Regions from separate parts of the Triticum aestivum genome. Here all the other regions are linked to region 3. A link is a contact called in public Hi-C data. All regions are on one chromosome and are shown on one strand. The core of a region is the stretch at or near the end of the contact, and the rest is flanking DNA. Distances in the headings are between cores, read along the strand shown. Region 1 holds the start of LOC123044486 (ribosome-recycling factor, chloroplastic). Region 2 has its middle 16 kb from the start of LOC123044483. Region 3 holds the start of LOC123044484 (protein TIME FOR COFFEE).

Region 1 (4,061 bases), core at 1,440-3,939, 400 kb after region 3:
CAAACCTTTCTGCGGTCAGATGTCAATGGTGGGACAGTGACTCGTATCACTTCTCCATCATTGCTTGGTGTTACCCCAATATTTGCAGCAACTATAGCTTTCTCAATGAGCTTGAGGCTGCACAGTATATATATGTCAACAACACGGGACGTACAAAGCAATACCAAGCTATGCCTAAACTGGGGACGATAAATAGCTTACCAAGACTTGTCATATGGTTGGATAAGAAGAGAAGTCGCATCTGGGGTATTTATCTGTGCAATAGTCTTCAAGTTTACAGGAGTTCCATAGTACTCAACCTGCAAGGAATTATTCGCCATATGAGCAGCTTCACCATTGCACAGTAACCTCTTTGTGCTTTAGCCATAATTGCATATGCTAATTCAATTGTTTCCAAACAAAATCAATGAATTGTATTGACCACACATTGTTCCACTGATATCAGTTCAGAATTGAATGGTAACTATTAGCCTACTGAAATAACTACTGGTTCACACGTAGCCTAGTTATGGAGTAAACCAATTAAATTGTTATACAGATACAGAAAGGACATTACACGGAATGACAGGTGCTATCATGCAATTGTTACTTTCAGAATATAAAAAAAAGAAGGAATAATCGAGAAAGGCGTTTTGGAGGCCGAGCTCCATGGAGGCCTTTATTTTTGAAAAATTCAAATTCAAACTTTTATGGTTCAAAAAATTCTGAAAAAAAATATGCGTGTATGTAAGGATGTAACTCACATATGTGTAAAAATTCATGATGAAATACCTTGAATTGCGACCTGTACAAAAAAGACAAATCCATGGCCTAGGAGGATGGATAGTATCATGTGTTAAACAGCCCCAGATTTGTCTTTTTTGCACAGCCCTCATTTCAATGTATTTTGAACTGAAAATTTACACACATGTGTATTATGCCTTCATATATATCTGTGATTTTTTTCAGAATTTTTTGAGGTGTAAAAATACGAATTTCAATGAAATTTGAAATTTGAATCCGGAGGCCTCACTGGAGCCCGAGCTCCAAAAGGGATTTCCGGGAATAATCATCAAACCTCAATCCTGTCGAGCATAGACGGGTTTGCCCGCCCAGTCCTGACGGTATTGAAGTTCGATTGAACTGTTTCAATGGCCTTCTCCATCTTTTCTTTCTGACAATACATAGTGCCAGCTAGTTAGCACCATGCGTAAAAGACTTTACAAGGCAAATATTAACACTTCTAATACAGAGTTGCATTGTTATTTACAGCTTGTTCTTCAACGATCATCTTTTCTTCCTCAATTTCTTCATTAGTGGCATGCCTCAAAACTGCTCTGATACATGATAATCACAAGTTAACGAAGACTAACTTGAAGCTCATCAAGTATAAGAAATATTTAAATGCAAAACTACTCGCCTCTTGTCCGAGTGTTGAAGAACCAAAGGCACACCAAAGAAACCCACTGCTCCAGACTGAAATTTCATGAAGTTTGTGGACGAACTTAACAGGGATGAACGGTTTGAGAGACAACCACAACCTGTGAAATACAGTATTCTCTGGTGAGACCTTGCCCAACATTGAGTTCTAGTAGGAATATGTACTCTGGTTGCTTTGTAAACAAGTAGGAATATGTAAATATGGTAGAAGCAGTACTGAGAAAGAACCACAACATGTTGAATGCAGTATGTTCTGATGATTGATGATGCCTTGTCACATTGTTCCTTGCTGATGAAATTATGTGAATACAGCAGTCTGCTCTTATCTACTTCGTCCGGAATTAGTTGATGCTCAAACAGATGTATCTAGCACTGACATACATCTAGATACATCCATTTGAGTGCCAACTAATTCCGGACGGAGGGAGTAGAAACTAGTTACTTGGAGCCACATTAGCTACTACATCCATCTCACCAGTTTTCCACGACAAACAATGAACATCCAGTGATGAATTTCGTGAGATACATCGATTTATAAATGGCTTCGGTCACTTCTGAATGACCCTGAATTGTGAAGGATAACAACTGTCAATGGTTTCCTGATATCTTATTTATTTAAGTGCAAAGAAATACTAGTATCCCAACAGCCTGGGGAAGACATTAGCTTGAAACCACAAGTAAAGTAATACTAGTACATATTTTCCACAGGCATTGTGAAATGCACGTTGAAATGACTCTCAATTACATATCCAAGTGCACAGTGGAGTATAGAGCTTGCCGTTCCAAATCCGATTCAGTCTTCGTTTGTCTATAGGCTGGCTCGACGCAAACAGCAACCTAAATGCAAAGGTAGTGCCGTGAACGGAGAAGCGATAAAAGCACCGGCATTTGCATTCCACCGCATTCCTGACCTGGGGTTCGTCTTGGCGCTACAGTGCTTACTACGCCGAAACCCGTACCATGAATGATAAAAGCAGAATACGGATGACACTCGCGGGTTTCAACGAAGCGGGAAAGCGCGGGGGAAGGAGGAGCAACCTGGGCGCTGGGGCAGACGGGCAGAGGAGAGGGCGCAGGGCGGGGAGGCCGCCGCCGCAGGGGAGACGGCGTGGAGCGCCATGGCGCGGCAGCAGGCGGAGTGGTAGCGAGGGGAAGGCCGAGTGGAGAGTTGTGGATTGGTATGGAAATTGTGGATAAGGAGAGGAAGGAGGGGAAGGAGGGAAATGGCCGAAGAGGTTTGTGAGCTCTCGTGGGCTAGTAGCGCCTGCTGGACTCCAATTATTTCGCAGATCATGAATGCTTGGTGCCTTCTTATGGGCCGTGCGTAAAACTTGAGAGATTCTTTTTCCATAGTTCATAAAAATGTTTTTATTATTAAAAAACATTTCCAACGTGCATTCAAAAAAATTTCAAACCATGTTTTGGTAAAAAATGTATTTGAAAATTATGAAACATTTATAAAAACATTATTTGTACAATAAAAATGATAAAACTTGTGTGAAAAAAATTAGACGTAAAAACATATACTAGAAAAATGTTAATCATGTATTTGAAATAAGTTAAACATGTGTAAAAAATATTCCTAACGTACAGGAAAAAAATATACAATGCGTATGAAAAATGTAGACATGTGTTAAAAATATAAAAGGGATTTTAAAAATAAAACCAGAGATAATTGATGGAAACTGATGAAAGAAAACAAAGAAACCCATAGGAAAAATGAAAACTCCAAACAAACCGGAGAAAACGAATAAAAACCATAAAATAAATATACAAAACTGAAGAAAACAGAAAAAGGAAAAATTAAACAGACGACCGGCGAAGCAAATGTGCCAACACGCAATAATGGACCGGTCTGGTACTGTAGCGACTGTGGGCGAGCCCTATTATATATCAAGTACGGGCGATACATAGCAATTGCGGTGGGAGCTATATCTGGCCTGTAGTGAGATGCATGCTCCCCTCGCCGGCCCAGTACCGTAGTATGGTTTTGGGCTGTTTTGCAATGGGTTTTCGGGTTTTCTTCTATTTTTTGTGGTTTTTGGTTTTATTTGTTTTCTTTTTAGTTTTTTCTTTGGTTATCTATGTTTCTTCGTTCACTTTTTAGCTTTTTTCCTTTTCTTCATTTTGGTTTTCTTCAGGTTTCTTAACGCAAGTCTACAGTTTTTCGTATACATTAGATACATTTCTTGTACATGTTAAATAATTTTTAAATATAATATTAATATTTTTTTCAAATATATTTTTTGATGCCTATTTTATTTTTCATACGGATTATACATATTTGTTATTATATGGGCTTATCTTTTTAAAATGCATGATTCACAATAATTTTTTTTGAGTTCCACTTTTTCATACATATTATATTTTTTTAATACAATAAGAACATTTTTATATACTCATTAAACATTTTTGAAAATACATGATTAACCTTTTTCAGATATAAGTTTTGCTGTCTGTCTTTTTTAATAAAAAATGGACGTTTTATATATATAGTGGAAACATTTAACTTATATACGTTCAACATTTTTCAAGTACATGATTAACAATTTTTCATATATATATATATATATTCTAATATCTATTTTTTCATACAAGTTGTACATTTTTTGTATACATAAGCAACATTTTTCTTATACACA
Region 2 (4,271 bases), core at 1,268-3,767, 360 kb before region 3:
TCATGTGAGCTGGACATGTGGCTAGAGTGTGGACCAGCAAATTTTCCACATCCTACTCATGTGGATGACAATGTAAAATATCAATATTTGTAGTAGCATTATTGATGTCATTTTTTTACATCCATGCATATATGCATATCGGTATAATTTAACAAATACAGTATATTTTCCCATGCTTCCTCCACACACTCTTCCTCAAAGTAATAAATGATCCCAATGGATGCAACTTTGACAATACAGGTGATGGTGATTTGACAAAAAGTTTATATGGATAGTGATATTACTAAATTTGAAATTACTTATATTGTTTCCCGTGAGCGAAATGAAATACTCCAGGCAGTATGTGCATTCTGGAAAGCTGCGACGTTTTTTATACCGTTCGACAGCTTAGGCCCTTCTCAGTGCTCCACGGTGTACAAGTGCTAAGGATGCCACATAGGCAGAAAAATGATGTGGCAAAGCAATTAAAAAGAAGAGAGAGGATTATGGTGACCCCAACAAAAACCAATGCTAAGCACGTGAACCTAGACAAAAAGACTACCAACCAATACATGAAGGAGTTTTATTACTAAACAATTAAATAGAGAAGGCTTAGCTACAAAATCTAAGCACCGATGCATTGGGGACATTAGTTGCTAAGCATTTTAATGCACTTAGCACCCCACTTTAGCACCAATGCATTGAGAGAGGTCTTATTAACAGTATTTTTCAGAGGGCTAGTGACTAGCTCCTACAACTAGTCACCATCATCATGCATATGCATGCAATTCTACCAAGATAGAAAATTCATGCTTAGGTACTCGGTCCAACATTAGATTAACGGGCTCTTAGATTAATCGATTGAGAAGGCCCAAGCACCTTTGGTGGCGTTCAAAGATCATCACTAGAGAAAGTCCAGCGGGGGTGTGGTGTGGTGCGCCCACACGATCCGCAAGCCTTTAAATACTCCGCCACAGAGTATACAATTGACCTGGCTGTGCGAGCCCATCGACCCATTTAAGTACGCGCACAGTGCAGAGATCGTTTTTTATATGGAAAAATCGGTGGAAGCTGATGGCAACAGGAACGGCATTATAAAACCCACGCGGTGGCGAGTGCAAAGGCGCGCGCGCGCCCCTCTCGATCTGTCTCGCTCTCCATGGAGCCCAGCCAGCTCCTCCGCTACTCGCCGCCCGGCTGGCCGTCTCGTCCCCCGGATTGGAAGGCTGCTGCCGGTGTGAAACAAATCGGCGACACGCGAGATTTCACCGACGGTGGCCGCGGGAGGAGGCGGGGTGCCTTGGTGCTCGCTGTTGGAGTGTGAGGTACGTTGGTGTCGCTCGCCTCGCGGTTCGTTCAGTGCTTGGCCTTGGGACTCCGCGATTGCCCTAGCGTCATGCCTGAGCTCAGGCGAGAGCTTCCCGCGGGTCAACGGGGAGAGGGAGGGAGCCAGCGTGCCAGGGCCTAAGCCGGAGCGCGACGGAATGCAATGCGGCGACCGTCTGGATTTCCCCCTATCTCTCTCTCTCTTTCTGTTGGTGCTGGGCAAGTACTACTACTGCTCCTTCCCTGCTTCGATATTTTGCTGCTGCTGGCAGGGCAGGGCAGGGTACCCAATGATGACGTGAGGACTTCGATGAGATGTGAATCGGCGCGGCGTCGGGCCGGCATGGCGCGGGATTGGTCGTCGCAGAGTTCGAGCCAGGGCGCGCCGTTCGAGATCGACCGTGACGCAGGGGTCTGTATATGCTATGCTTGGACAGAGCCTGCGTGGTGTGGTTCCGTCCATGTCATTCATGCTCGGAATCGTTCAACAAGGACGGAAACACATCATGCTTATCTATCCGGAGCGTGCCGGCCGTACCACATTGCTTGCTTGCTTGCTTGCGCGCGTCTCATTTCTATGCCGACTGTTTGGCTTTCCAGGCTGCTTGCTGCATTGTGAAGTTTTGGATCTTGACCTGTTGCTATTAAAGAACTCTTCCAGGTTGATGTTGTTTTCTATTTTAATTATTCTCAAGTAGATAGGCATGCTGGGCCCGGGAGTATTATCTACGCATTATTGGTACGAAAAGCACGGTGACTATGACATTGACACATACATATAGTACGTGCCTCATCAAAGACTCAAAAGTGTTTTTCCACCGTGAAGTGACAAGCGACCTGCCATGCCAACCTCGGCAAAAGTGAGATCGACGCGCCATGCTTACCTAAGAACAACGCCACAGTCGTGTACCGGTGTACGGTGTACCATTCTCCATACAAGTGGATTTACATAGAGAGAGCGGGGTACGTACGTCTCTCAGTCTGCAAAAACAAAAAACAAAAAAAAACGTACAGTACGTCTCACAGCCCACTGCCCGGCTCGGCGACAGTCATTTCCATGTTCGTATAGAAGTAGTACCAGCACCGTGGTATATACGTATCTCATCGCCTACGCGATTCACACGTAGTAGTCGACGCAGGCCTCTCGGGGCATCGCTCGGGCGTCCGGTCTGGGCGGGCCCCACCACGCTGGTCACTGACCGGAGGCCGTGGACCAGGTGCGGTGCAGCTGGATGGACCAGCCTAGCGGCGGCAGCATCAACAACCCTACGCGGCGCTGCCGCAGAGGATCCGGCGGCCACGTGCGCGGCTCGCCTTGCCCAGCAAGATCCGGGGCTCACGTGAGCGGCGTGTGGTCCCCGACCCCCACACGCTTTTCCCGCCCCCGAACCGCACCAGGCCCCCACCGCGGACGGAAAGCCCGAGAGGGAAGACGGAAACTGACGCGCGGGGCCCGCGCCAGCACGGCGTCGGGCCCGCATGTCAGTGGCTGGCGGGCAGCGAAAAGTACGCGCCGCGGGCCCCGTGCTCCTTCTTTTTCTCTATCCCTCGCTCGCTCTTCGTGCTTGTCATCACGGAAAAAAAGGAGGCTTATCCTCGGCGCGGGCCCCGCCACATCCGCACCGCGCGCCCTTTTTCTTCTCTCGCCCTGTGGTGCACGACAGCACATGGTGCACCGCGACCACGCCTGCTCCGTGCCCGTGGAGAATCGCCTGGTTTTTTTTTTCCTCGGGGAAGAAGAATCTCCTGGTTATACGCGCGGTTATGCCGCATGATCTGACGCGGTTAACCTGCCGCTTTGTAGGAGTAACTGCTTTTACTGTCTGACTTCGGAACGCAGTATCGTCCAGCTTTTTTCTTTTTCTGAGGGTCGAGTATCCCCAGCTTGTCCGGTGGTCATCAGTACTCCCGTCGATGGCCAATTTCGACTCGTGTACTGAAAAATGTGCCAATTTTTCTGTACCGGTGAACTTTGTGGGTTTATCATCGTTTAGCGTGATACTCTCCGCGTTCTAAAATAAGTGGCTTAAGAGCAACTTCAATGGGGCGATTCATTTCGTCCCCTGCGTCTGTTTGGGTCGGCGCGAATAAAAGTGGTGACCCAACGCGCTGACCCAAACCCAAATCTCGTTCGCCTGGCGTCCGCGCCGATTCATTTCCGGCCCAAAATTGCGCTTGAAATGCGTCGGCGCGTCGACGTCCGCCACGCTTCATCTGTAGGCCAGCCAACTACCGTCCGTCGTCTTATTTATACGACCACCAACAGAGGGTCCATTGGTCAGCCAGTGAAAGCATCCTTTTTTAAGCACGCGTGCGACGGGGCCGGCCTCATCCACTTTCATCCACATTTGCCCCCCACCACTCCTTTTGCTTCCTCACCGGCGACAGCAAACCCTAGCGTGCCATGGGACTCTTCGGTAGCAGCAGCGACAAGGGCAAGGGCAAGGGCACGCCCGACGCCTCGTCCTCCCGTGCTCCTTCTCCGACACCGGCGCGTTTTCGTCCAGGTCACCGGCGTCTGCACATCCCGATGCACCAATCATGGTGGCACGGGGAGTACATGCAGCCGCTGCCCTACCCCGACGTGACGCTGCCGCACCACTGGCATCTGGATCCGGACCGGATCTCCATGCCGGCGGTTCCGCGGACCGAGCGGGTGCACAACGAGGAGGTGCGCAGGAGTCGCCGTCAAGGGCAAGGGCAAGGTCGACGACCTCTAGGGCAGCGTGCGGGGCGACGCAGACCTTTTTTGTTTTAATTAATGTTTAATTAGGTTTAAGTGGACTTTGGCCGGCGATTGACCGGCCACTTATGTTTAATTATGTTTATTTTCTGTGAGTTTTTCTTCTTCTTTTTTCGCGTCGGCACATTTGGGTCAGCCTCCCGTTGGGCGGTCAAGTCGACCTATTTGAGAATGTGGACGCGCACGTCCGCTTGGCCGACCCAAACGGATGAAAAGCGAACAA
Region 3 (4,252 bases), core at 395-2,894:
ACAAGCCAAACTGAGCATATATGTGTGCAACTAGTTTTTCTGCCAACTAAATATCAATGTATGTGTAACTAGACTATATTACAAGCCAACAAAACTTTAGTGACACCGTGACCAAAGCAACGGCAACACTCCAACTTGTGCTCGTCTTGTTAGACTCAACATGAATGCACTGAGCAAAGAGCAAAAATAGCGGCACACGGAAGAACTCCATTCCTAGCAATCTTCTTCTTTTTCTTGCTCCAGACTGGACAAGATCCTCCACCCGCGCTTCCTCCTCCTGTCCTCTCCCGGCTAGAGCAAGCTCCCGGCTAGAGCAAGCTCGTAGCAGCAGCTGCATACACAAAACAACGATGAGATCTCTATCAAATCTTCTATTCAATCGAGAAGATGGTACATGCTTGGGCTAGTGACATGCCGCCTGTTGCTTGAGCCGGCTAGGCTGGGCGTCCTACCGGTGGAGGAGCTAGCGGTGGGAAGGCCCTCACGAGCAGCGCTCACAGGGGGGGTCCTTGGGGGAGCCGGGGCGGGGGAGCAGATGGCCGTGACCGTCGTCATGTGCCTTGGGGAAGGAGCGGCGGAGGGAGCATAAGAGCTCGGAGGGCAGGATGGAGGAGGGGAAGGAGGCGAGCACCTAGTCCACGACGGCACCGACAGCCTTGGGCGAGACGACGTGGAAGAAGCTCTCCGGAGCGGCGAGCGCTATGGCTGGACGGGACGAATGGATAAGAACAGATGGGCTTCGTCGAGCGGCGTCGGATCGGGAAACCGCCCCGACCAGGTACCACCTGACCAACGCGCGGGACGATAGGAGCGAGATCGTGCGGCCAGGAGCCGGCCGCTCGACTCGTCTGAATAGTGCGCGTGCACTTTTTAGAATTTAGCTTAAACTAGTGGGTGTTTTTAAGGAATATCTTAATCCATTGAGAGTAGAAGTAGGGCAGTAGTGCGGTGAAGGTTGGTGGCCGGCGGGCCCCACGTACGTCACCCCGCCCCGCCACGTCTGAGCCCACGAGCAGAACGTTATGCGAAAGAGAAAAAGAAAAGAATAGGAAAGCGGATGAGACGGAGAGATACCCGGGCCCGCTGTGGGGCCCACCCGCCTCCACTGCCTGCCTGGAGAGACTTTCCTCGTGCCCTTTTAACCCACCCGCAGCGACCGGTGCGCGCAGGCGCCACGTCAGCCGGGTGAAACCCTCCGCACTGTCCAGATCAGGCCCATCCACGCGGACCCGCGCGTGGTGGTCCCGGGCCAAAGCCGATCGATGGCGTAGCGCCATTTCTTTATTCCTTTACTTTATTTATTTTGCGTGGAGTGTAACGAGTGTTAAGTTTTTACTAGAGGATAAAAAAATTTGTTAGGGAAGGGAACAAATGGGCGTGGCGCCATCAGCCACCCACCCACCCGTGGACGGTTCGGGGTTTCACCCCGCTCGGGCGCACCGCCACGTGTCGGTCATCGGGCCATGCTTGTTGCGTAAGGAAGCGTCCACGAGATTTTATCGCGTGTTCCGTTGGGTGCTAGGCGGTGGGGGCGGCCACGGTGGCAGGCGCGGGGGCGGGGCCGTCGGATGCGTCGGGCGGATCCTGGCCGTCGGATGCGGGCATGGGCAGCGACAAAAAGAGGATGAGGCCTAGAAAGCGAGCCACAAGGGGAGGGGAGGAGGCCACACCAGACCAGAGAAGCAGCAGCCATTTCCTTCCAGCCGAGGGAGACGAGACGAGAGGAGAGCACTCTTCCTCTAGGAGAGGAGTAGCATCGAGAGAGGGAGAGGGAGGAGATACTCGTGAGCGCGAGGGGAAGGAGAAGGAGGGCGGGCTCTCCCTCTGCCTTGTTGAGGCGGTTGGTGCGTGGATCTGCGCGGCGGCGGCGGTGTCTGCCGGACTCCGGCGACGCGGCGACGACTAGGAGGGAGATCGGAGGCGCATGCCTCAGATCTGACATGGAGCGGATCCGGGAAGGCAGGAGGGCCGCACTGGCCATGTCCGGCGGGGCGCCACCGCCGCGGCGGCGGCTCAGGAGCAACGGCGGCGGCGTCTCCGGCGGCGCGGGCCCGAGGGACTCGCCTCGGTCCGAGAGGAGGCGGGGGGAGCGGCTCATGCTCAACGGCAACGGGCGCGACGACGGCGACGACACCTCCGACGACAGCCTCGGCGACGACGACGACGACGCCGACGAGGAGCTCGCCGCCTCCGCGCCCAGGTACCCGCCTGTGCAGCGGCGGTCGCCCAGCACGGCGCCTCCGCCGTCCCCGCCCCAGCCCAGCGCCGCGCACCACCACAGCAGCAGCAGCGGCGGCGGAGGCGGCGGCGGTTACAACAACCACCACCACCACGGCCAGCAGCAGATGCACCGGAAGGGGGGCTCCAATCCCAAGGGCCCCATAGTGTGGAAGGCCGCCGACGAAATGATCGGCGTTCCAGTCCCGAGGAAGGCGCGCTCAGGTATGCTATGCACCGCAAAACAAGCAATTTTTCACCCTTCTTGCCGCTTCTGTTTCCCTAATCTCACCGGCGTTCCTCGTGTTTTCCGCAGCTTCTACCAAGAGGTCTTCGCACGAGTGGACAGGCCCCGGCGGTGGAAGCGGCGGCGGCGCCGCTGTAGACGGCTCGCAGATCCAGCGGCCTTCTTCACGGCCGATCTCGCCGGCTTCCACATCGGCCACCGCCCCTGTTCGGAAAAAGCTGGTGCGTTTTTCAGGCCGACAGAATCCATCTCCCCTCATGATTCTTAACTCCTGCCCTTACTGATTTCCCTCTCTCTCCGGTGTCTCGCAGAAAACACTTGGCGGCGGTGGGAGCAGCGGCGGTTCTGGGCCCGTACCGAAGCAGCGGCCGTCGCCGGCCTCAGCTCCTTCGGCAGCCCCGCCTCAGCCGCCACCAGCAAAGATTTCCAAGTCGCCATCGTTCATTCAGGAGGAGATCGAGGTCGCCGAGGTGCTATTTGGCCTGACGCGGCAGTTCCCCTGCCCTCCCAAGCAGGAGAACATGAACCACAAGCCGGAGCAGAAGGACGCGCCGGAGGCCAAGTCCGGGAACTCTTCGCCGGCTCCGTCGTCATCTGGCGTCCGGCCGGCAGATTCAGCCTCTCTCACCACTATAGGTAGGCAGCTCGTCAATTTTAATCTTGCAATGATTTTTTGTTGCTAATTTTGGTTTTGTGGGGTCTAATAAACTTCCTCACTGCTTTTGCCAGCCCCAAAGAGGAAGCGGCCACGGCTCGTCAAGTACGACAACGAGAACCGCCCGGCGAGCCCAGCAAAACCGGACACGGCAGAGCCGCCCTCAAGGCCTGAAGTGCCTCCGGTGGCGAGATCAGATGCGAAGCCGTCGGTGTCGGTGTCGGCTGTGGCCGAAAGTGGCGCCAGCAGCACCGCCACCGCCACCGCTGGTGCGCAGCAGGAGGCTACCCGGGAGCCAGAGAAGAGGGAGGACCACAGAGGAAGAGATCCAGAGCTCCGGACCAGCGAATCAGATCGACGGGATCCCGGGCCCGCCGAGCCGCCGGCACCAGCAGTCAAGCCCGACGGCGAGGCTGCTGCGCCGGTCGGCTCTGAGGCCAGGAATGGGGAGGCCACCACCGCGACAAAGAGGTGGGCCATTTGGATTTTTTATATTATTGGTGTTGTGATAACCATTATTGCCTTTGGATTGTGCCGATCTGATTAGTATATTCACAATTTCGTGTGAATTTCTTTATTTTTTTATCAGTGAGCTGGCATCTGATGGCGCTCGGCAAGAAAAGTTTTGCATTGATCTCATGGTGGGTATATGCTTTCATATGTTTGTGTGTGTGGTTGAATTGGTCTTGCGGAATTTGCTGGGCAAAGATTGAAAACGACAATTTTTTGCCGCAACTGTTGATTGGCTTTTTTGTTTTCTTTTCAGCCCTTTTTTTATCTCACCTTTTTCTCTCCCCTTGTGCTTGTTCCAGGCTCCCCCTCCTGGGAAGCTATCTCCTGATAGAGATGGCTCTTCCGACCCTGATGCGGATAAGAAGGGATTGGATTCTGAGATGGACGTGGTGGGTGCCTCTGTCTGCTTCAGTTTCACCAATTCTGTTGATTGACCTCCCTAGCCGCTGGAGCATTGGATGTTTGATTCTGATCGGTCCATTTCTTGTTCATCTTTTCCTCCGATTTCAGGCTTTGAGAGGAAATTCTGAAAAGAAAGATGGCGAGAGGACCAGGAGAGGCCTGGAGATCAATCTGGAGGACGACAAGGCGCAAAGGATTCCGGCGGAGGAGCTTGCTCC

The links. A called contact is a pair of places that touch in the nucleus more often than the background predicts.
Region 1: a Hi-C map of leaf shows a contact between it and region 3, with 9 times the contacts expected there. The contact joins the promoter of LOC123044486 here to the promoter of LOC123044484 in region 3. A contact is called at or near these places in 3 of 5 Hi-C or Micro-C datasets (leaf and an unstated tissue) and 1 of 1 datasets of contacts at active chromatin or transcription factors (leaf).
Region 2: a Hi-C map of leaf shows a contact between it and region 3, with 9 times the contacts expected there. The contact joins the enhancer-like site here to the promoter of LOC123044484 in region 3. A contact is called at or near these places in 4 of 5 Hi-C or Micro-C datasets (leaf, root and an unstated tissue) and 1 of 1 datasets of contacts at active chromatin or transcription factors (leaf).

Annotation. Positions count from the first base shown.
Region 1 is chr2B:223,615,280-223,619,340 of IWGSC CS RefSeq v2.1, forward strand. LOC123044486 (ribosome-recycling factor, chloroplastic) reads right to left here and starts at 2,690. Exons shown (of 12, transcript XM_044467226.1): 1 at 2,458-2,690; 2 at 1,400-1,520; 3 at 1,250-1,316; 4 at 1,058-1,153; 5 at 202-299; 6 at 6-117. The coding sequence starts at 2,539.
Region 2 is chr2B:222,862,049-222,866,319 of IWGSC CS RefSeq v2.1, forward strand. No RefSeq gene overlaps it. Among protein-coding and RNA genes, the nearest start is that of LOC123044483, 16 kb to the left of the region's middle. Within about 2 kb of position 2,518, at least 8 of the 8 cell types and tissues checked have an H3K27ac peak or open chromatin away from gene starts, as enhancers often do. A contact at or near this core is called in leaf and root, where this site is marked.
Region 3 is chr2B:223,220,876-223,225,127 of IWGSC CS RefSeq v2.1, forward strand. LOC123044484 (protein TIME FOR COFFEE) reads left to right here and starts at 1,645. Exons shown (of 13, transcript XM_044467225.1): 1 at 1,645-2,442; 2 at 2,534-2,685; 3 at 2,776-3,100; 4 at 3,194-3,590; 5 at 3,709-3,760; 6 at 3,932-4,021; 7 at 4,143-4,252. The coding sequence starts at 1,941. LOC123044485 (a long non-coding RNA gene) reads right to left here. Exons shown (of 3, transcript XR_006420123.1): 3 at 1-331.